Linked DNA regions of Zea mays: regions 2 and 3 are each linked to region 1. A link is a contact called in public Hi-C data. All regions are on one chromosome and are shown on one strand. Each heading gives the region's core, a stretch centred on a gene start, on an enhancer-like site or on the middle of the called end of the contact. The rest is flanking DNA. Distances are from core to core; before and after follow the strand shown.

Region 1 (2,529 bases), core at 18-2,517:
GAGAACAAAGACAAAAATACCAAAGCAGAAATAGTACGGGTGCGTGAAACAGAAAGATTTTCATCATGCTTTGAGCTTTCCACTTAAAATGTGCTGAGGCCCTCCTGAAAATCTCAAGCAGATCTAAATCGATCTTGTATGGAGAGAAAACGTAATGAAAAATCTAAATTCGTATTGCCGAGCAAAGGGGCATGAAATCGTGAAAGAGAAAAAAGAAAGAAGCAACAAGCGGAGCAATCGAGCAAGAGAGATAGAGATCTGGAAATAAGATGGAGGCGTGGCCAGAGGCCCAGTTGAGCAACAACAAGTGCCAAGACAAGCGGTCAGCAGGGTTTTCATATAAGCAGGAGCTGGATCAAAACGGAAAGAACATACCACCCTTTCCCCTCTCGGAGGACCACATCGGTACGGTGTTATTAACACCCACTCTACGTACCCTCTTCCACCCCGACGACGACGATTCCCCTATTAGCTCAGCAATCAAACCGGCCGGCGTTTCTCTGACACGCGCATGCTCCAACGACGACACACACGAAAGATGGCCACTCCAGATACCCGGAGAAGATGGAGGAAAGGGGTGTACCGTGTGTGTGCGTGCGTGGGTGGGCAACTCCTTCAAGTGCCCGGAGAAGCTGGAAGAAAAAGAGGCAGAGCGTAGGGCTCGTAGATCCGCTGAAAGGATGTCGGGAACTCGGGATCCACCCGCCTGCTTTTTTATTGTATGAACACCGCCATGCCATTGCCATGCCCATGCCCCTACGCGCGCGCAGATACACACGCAGATAGCAGGAATAAAATACCACACCACCGCTCGGCTACGTGCTTTCCTTAATTCCTTCCTTGCTGCCAAAAAAACCTAGCAGATCTGCTTGCAGAGACTAAGAATTAAAAGCAATTTAGTGGCACCGCGGCCCGCAGGCCGCTGTGCATGTGTGGATGGATGGATGGATCGCCTACCCGGCGCTGCCGAACTCGTAGAGCTTGCCGCGGCCGGAGAAGATGATGAGCGCGACCTCGGCGTCGCAGAGCACGGAGAGCTCGTAGGCCTTCTTGAGCAGGCCGTTGCGGCGCTTGGAGAAGGTGACCTGGCGGTTGATCTTGTTCTCGATCCGCTTCAGCTCGACGCGTCCCCTCCCCATGCCGACCTCCTCCGATCCGAGCTTCTTCTTCTCACTGCGCTTGCTCTTCGGCCGGCCGCTTATCAGCTAGCTAATATGCCACACATCCCCCACGAACACAAGGCCGCCGGACACAAGTGCTGCTAGGCTTCGCATTTGTGCGCGACGATATAATGATGAGCAGAGCCGGCTCTATTAGCTCCGTCCGGGGAGGACAGGGACAGGAGCGGAATATCAGTGGAGAGACCGGGAAAAGGGGCAGGGTTCACTACTGTTACTGTGTGTGGCTGCCTGTCCGGTCGTCTCTTCTCTCTCGCATCTTTTTCACGCGTCCCCATCCACCCATCTATCCACATCTCCCTTCTCTCGCTCTACTCTAGTATATACTACAGTATTTCTCAGCTTTAAATTGAAGGAGGGTAGATTTGGAGTGGCGCTGGCCAGTTACCCCCACTACCCTAGCTGGGTTTACCCTAAAACTGGGAGGACCGTGCCGAAACGGGGGCGCTCCGATGCGGCGGCCCCGCCCCTACGCCACAAGTGTACACGGCGCGATGCATGGCATGGGGCAAGCCATACACGAAGGCGGCAAAAGCGGCGAGCTGACCATGCATGGAGAGAGAACCAGCTCCTAGGCCTAACCCAAACCATATGCATGTCGTCGTGCACCTCACCTGGTCTCAGGTTTCCAGCCCTGCGCCGTTGCTTTCGCATGCTTTGGACCACGATACCCCAACCTTTCTCCGATCCGACGTACCGATATTCCATTTTTAGGGCAGCATTCCCAGGAGGTGTTTGAGAGCTAATACTTAGCTACTAAAATTAGATTAATATGTCCAATCAGTCTAGACATTTAAGAGATGGGGTACGTCCCAAATTCCTGAAAAACTATTTGTTGCACACGGATCAAACAACTTTTATATATCAAAGAACTGAGGTTGGTCAATAAACTAATGGTGTGTTTGGTTTGTGGAATCACTCTATGCTTTATGAGTTGATGCATAATAAGTTCATTCCATCAATTTTAGTGGAATCAACCCACTCCTCATGTATAGTACCCGTGCGTTGCAACGGGAACATATAATACTATGATAACTTATATACAAAATGTGTCTTATATTATTATAAGAAAATATTTCATAATCCATTTGTGATCCTAGCCATACATAAATTTTGTTATTTTAATTTAGTTGTTTCACTACTACATTGCAACCATCAGTATCATACAGACTTCGATATATGTCATAATTTGCATGGTCTCATCATTAGAGAGCACGTACCACACCTGCCGATAGAAGTTCCGTCGTACATCGTTAGTCATCAGGCACGCACCGCCATACACGCTTGCTTAAACAAAAAAAATACAAGTGTGTGTTTGCGAAGAGAATTAAAGACAGGCCAACACAAAAGC
Region 2 (2,529 bases), core at 11-2,510, 310 kb before region 1:
CGTACATCACATCACGGCGCAGGCGTGGACATTGTCGTCGTGGAAGACGGCGAGCGCGTCGTCGTCGAGGACATGCGTGAAGGCGTGGCAGGGGTAGGATCCGATCGTGGGGTCGTTGTAGCCGTGGCGGTAGTACTTGTTGGTGGCCATGTACGTGTTGTCCTCCAGGTACTGGATCGCGAACGGGTAGTACTCGCCGTCGTACGGCCACGGCCAGAACTCCGCCGCCCTGCCGGTCCGCCGCGCCGCGCGCAGCGCCTCCCGCCGGTCCACGTACCCTGTCACTGTCACCTTCTGCCGATCCATGTCGATCTCCACCGAGCTCACTCCTGCACTGCACAGCTAGCATATCTGTCATGCATACTCCTGATGGATCGGAATTGGGTTTTGTTGGTATATATTTCTGATGAACAGGATGGAGGAATGGAATCAGTCGTGCGTGCCTTCCAGCTGGGACATGGCCTTCCTCACTCGCTTCTCGCAGCCGTCGCAGTCCATGTGCACGTTCATCTCCACGACCTAGCATAGCCACAGAAATGCAAAGCCATGAGGCTGAGAGAGAGAGAGAACAAGAGATGAAGAGAAGCTACCGTCTTCTCTGCTTTCTCATTCACAAATGGGGTCACTCACCGACAACGCGTTCGACGAGGTGGTGCTCCTCTGCGTCCTCCAAAAGCGAAGCATTTTCCAGCCACCGTCCAAGCCGACCGCCGGCTTGGATCGATGGGCGGCGGTGGAGGAGTGCAGCTGGGACGAAGCGTATAAATACTGCCGCGAGCGATAGGAGGCCGACGTTCACGGTAAGTTGCACGAGAGCGACACCGATCGCAGTTCGCCCATTCCAAAGCAGCACGGCGTCTCCCAATACGCGAGGCCAGGGACGGGGATATATGCGCCACGAGCAAATATTGTTCTCCGGGAAAAGATATCTGTTGGCCGGGAAGGGCCTCGACATCTTGGGTGCAGAACAATGTCGTATCACCGGCAGGGCCAGATAATGGATGAGATTTTTGGCCCATGTCCGATCGGTTTCGGTCGCCAGGCTGATTGCTTTTGCTGGGATCAATCTGACCTCTATCGAAGATATCTCTTTTTTTTCCTGGACAAAGTTGAGGCATGAAAAAGGTATAAAAATCTTGTTTTTTTCTTACTAGAAAATAATACGATAAAAATAACGCATGAGAGATAAAGACATAAGTTATTCTGTATTCTTTCTTAATGTAAAGTAAGTAATTATGAAAAAAATATATAAGTTAATCCAGCAATGACGATGTAACCATTAGTTATATAAAATACCTGAGGACTAATTAATTGCACTGTATAAGCAAGAAAACACTTCTACTGTATTAATAAACTACCGGCCCAGATGTAAACATTATAGGTATTGCTTTAGTCATATCATAATCAGATACTTGTTCTGAAATTAAGTCCGCAGTTATTTCATAATATTATGGCGCAGATGCGTAATTTTGTAAGTGAAAAACCACAACAAATTTGTATCTGTTTGTCTTCGACCTTTATACAGAGATGATGCAAAGAGACACTCTCCCTCGGTTTTTTTATTTACCGTGTTTTAGTTTTTTCAAAAATAAATTAGTGGACGATAAAAATTTAAAAATAGGGTAGTATAAACCATGAAAATATCAATCAATGTTTGTTTTAGATTATAGCTAGTTGTTTGAATTGCGGCAGCTGCAATTTATAGTGTAGAAGCTGCAGAAGCCGGCCATTTATACCTCCGGCTAACTCCACCCAAGAGACCAAGAGCTTTGACTGCACCCATGAACTTGCTGTCAGTGGTAAAGGAAACTGAATTTCAGGTCAAACTATATGTTTGTTCGTTTCTCTTTCCCAGTTGCTCCCAACAAATTTGGGAAACAAAGAAAGTTCAGAGTATTAATCTTAAACCATTTGATAGATTGAATCGATGTGATTCTGTGTGTTCTCTGTATTCATATCATAGTCTGAAACTGAAATAGCCAACCTGCAGTAATGCTTTCCCGGAGAACTGGACTATAAAGTTAATGAATTTCAACAATCAGTGGGCACAAGGTTAACCTGGTTGACAAAGTACACTTGTAAACTTTTAAATTTTCTATTATGCAGATGGTGCTGATGTTAGTTAAATGCTTGAATGCAGTGAGTTTTATTACGATGTCTGTTGGAGTCTTCAGGGAGATTGCCAGATGGCATGTCTTTGCCTTTTACTTATGGCTACCTTTCTTTAGGAAAAAAAAACTTTTAGCGATATAATTTAAGCTTGTTCAAGTCAGAGATCATTATCAGTCTATCGCCTAGTAGTTGCAGCTGCACTGCTGCTACTATGAGTATATTAATATTGTTGCAATATGCAGATGGATGTGTGTTTTTTTTTGGTGAAGAGTAAGGACGCGCGTGAGCAGGCTACCTGGGAGAATTGGCCTCATATAGTCATATCTCATGATCTTGCTGTTCACGTCTTGTTATTTGTTGAAGTGTCCTCATCTTGCTGTTCACGTACGTTCTTATCTAAAAGTATTGACCTGATCG
Region 3 (2,529 bases), core at 9-2,508, 270 kb before region 1:
GCCAACTCACCTTGGAAGTGTTTAAGGGTCCGATCAACCCGAGACAAAAAAAAGGGAACACATCTTGTGGGTAAACAAGTGCAACCTCTGCAGAATGTAAAACTGGTATATCAGCCGTGCTCACGGTGATGAGCGGCTTGTGCCTCTCATATGTGTAAATTATGGATATAAATTTAACCTGCTATGCATTGCATTATGGGATTTCAATATTGACTATGTATTTAATGATATTTACTTATAATTAGTGATTGCTAATAAAATTTTGACCAACAAAATGAAAAACAATGCTCAGCCTTAACCATTATCCTTGGTAAACTTTACACTATACTTTTTTTCCACACTTGCTGAGCAATGACCGTATGAGAGCCCACCCTTGCTATAATCATACCAGATCAAGAACAGGTACCGCCGGAGAATGATCATGAAAATAAGTTCGGAGAGGTTTAGGCCGTCATCTCACAGTCAACTATGGTTGTGGAGGATCGTAGTCATCATATGGTGTAATTTATCTAAGTTGTTTTGTAGAGAAATTGTATTGATTAAGTAATAAAGGTGTGACATTGTTTTCTATATGCTGATTCACCAAATATTGTGTGAAACTTGATCCTATCATACAGATGTAATGTTTGTTGCACACCGCCACCATGGCCACCAGCACAGATGCATCACCATTTGCTGTGAACGCCCGCCTCACTCGGTCTCCACGTTGTGGCATCCTTATACTATGCAAAATATAACGTAAATGATAATGGTAATGATTTATACTTGAGTACAAGCGATAATAAGATTGAATAGATCAGTATCAATTTCTAGTGTGATATCTGGTGGTTACAGTTGGAGTTCAATAAACATAATTTAACGTTATCAGTTAATCACTACGTTACAAAATATATGAATCAAATGTATCTAACGACTTTACTTTATCACGTGTTCTTTCATCGGTGAAAAATAATCGGACCCCATGCATGGTGATCGGGTCCGTGTCGACCGTTTTATATATGTGTGATTATAGCAAACATTTGGACATTTATACGGCCATGCAAAGCCGTAGGCAGGCGCGTGGGGTGCAAATATTTGATACCCGTATATATGCACGGTGACAAGTGACAAGTGACAAGGACGATCGATCACATGAGCCCAACCCCAGCGGAAGCCCATGGGCCCCACACCCCTCCTCCGTTCCCTTTATAAAGCTATAGCTACTACAGTACACCCCCACCTTTGCTGCTTCCGTCTCTCTCTAGTCTCTACCCTACGCCTGTTTCCTTCTCCACGAGCAGAGACGTTTTTAAATAAACGCTTTAAGCCTTTAAGTTTGAAGAAAAAGAAAATCCAGGAGAGAGCTTCGTTTGAGCCGGCCGGACGCCTGTACTGTACCACTACCAGTAGCAGCACGCGCTGGTGCTGGCGCTCTGCGCAGGAGGGCAGCAGCTTAGCCACAGCCACAAATTAACCTCGCTAGCTCATCACCATCATCAGTTCACCACCACCACCAAGGAAGGCAGGCAAGCACCACCATCTATCCGCGTACGTCTCCGTCTCCGTCGCCATCCCCATCCCCATCCATCTGGCCACATCCCAAAGGCGACGTCGCGCTGTGCAGCCGTCAATGGGGACGCCTGCGGGCGGCCTAATTCTTCTTCCCGTATAGATGCCTCCCGTCTTTCCCCCATCTCCCCCATCAGGCCGGCTACCCCTCCCCGGACCCAGAGTAGCGAGCAACAGCAAGTCGGTAACGCCAAGCCTGCGTACACGCATACATAGGTAGATCCGATCCCTCTCTACTACTGCCCTATAGTGTGGCGGCCGCGGCGTCTGCGTACCCAGCAGCAGATAGCTCCAGCGACTGTCATCGCAGCAGAACCTAGCTTGCTACGTAGCAGCCAGTGCAGTGGATCGGAGGCAAGAAGCAGGCGGCGGAAGCAAATTAAAGGAAGGGAGGAGCAAGAAATACCAGAGGAAGCAAGCGTAGCGTAGTAGACCTCTACCTCTCATAACTGCTTCTGGTAAGCGGAAGAAGCTATGGACCAGTTCGCCGCGAGCCGGAGATTCTCTAGAAATGATGGGGCGGACGAGGAGCAGGAGGATGTGTCCAATTCCATGCGCGAGATCTCTTTCATGCCGGGGGCCGCGTCATCTTCGGCGGCAGCTTCCGCGTCCGCCTCGGGAAGCAGCTGCGCCCCCTTCCGCTCCGCGTCGGCGGATGGCGCCGGAGCGTCGGGGAGCGGCGGCGACGGCGACGGCTCGGGAGACGTGGAGAAGGAGCACATGTTCGACAAGGTGGTGACGCCGAGCGACGTGGGGAAGCTCAACAGGCTGGTCATCCCGAAGCAGTACGCGGAGAAGTACTTCCCGCTCGACGCGGCGGGTAACGAGAAGGGCCTCCTCCTCAGCTTCGAGGACAGCGACGGCAAGCACTGGCGCTTCCGCTACTCCTACTGGAACAGCAGCCAGAGCTACGTCATGACCAAGGGCTGGAGCCGCTTCGTCAAGGAAAAGCGCCTCGTCGCCGGGGACACCGTCTCCTTC

The links. A called contact is a pair of places that touch in the nucleus more often than the background predicts.
Region 2: a contact with region 1 is called in a Hi-C map of ear, with 2.5 times the contacts expected there. The contact joins the promoter of LOC103653918 here to the promoter of LOC542709 in region 1. A contact is called at or near these places in 9 of 25 Hi-C or Micro-C datasets (ear, leaf, leaf mesophyll and 2 more).
Region 3: a Hi-C map of tassel shows a contact between it and region 1, with 3 times the contacts expected there. The contact joins the promoter of LOC103655619 here to the promoter of LOC542709 in region 1. A contact is called at or near these places in 7 of 25 Hi-C or Micro-C datasets (ear, endosperm, leaf and 2 more).

Annotation. Positions count from the first base shown.
Region 1 is chr4:161,395,990-161,398,518 of Zm-B73-REFERENCE-NAM-5.0, reverse strand. LOC542709 (MADS box protein) reads right to left here and starts at 1,267. Exons shown (of 8, transcript NM_001112222.2): 1 at 958-1,267. The coding sequence starts at 1,139.
Region 2 is chr4:161,710,001-161,712,529 of Zm-B73-REFERENCE-NAM-5.0, reverse strand. It overlaps LOC103653918 (heavy metal-associated isoprenylated plant protein 45), which reads right to left and starts at 1,260. Exons shown (of 3, transcript XM_008680723.4): 1 at 631-1,260; 2 at 444-519; 3 at 1-329. The coding sequence starts at 684. The coding sequence ends at 7.
Region 3 is chr4:161,661,560-161,664,088 of Zm-B73-REFERENCE-NAM-5.0, reverse strand. LOC103655619 (B3 domain-containing protein Os02g0683500) reads left to right here and starts at 1,258. Exons shown (of 1, transcript XM_020552654.3): 1 at 1,258-2,529. The coding sequence starts at 2,023.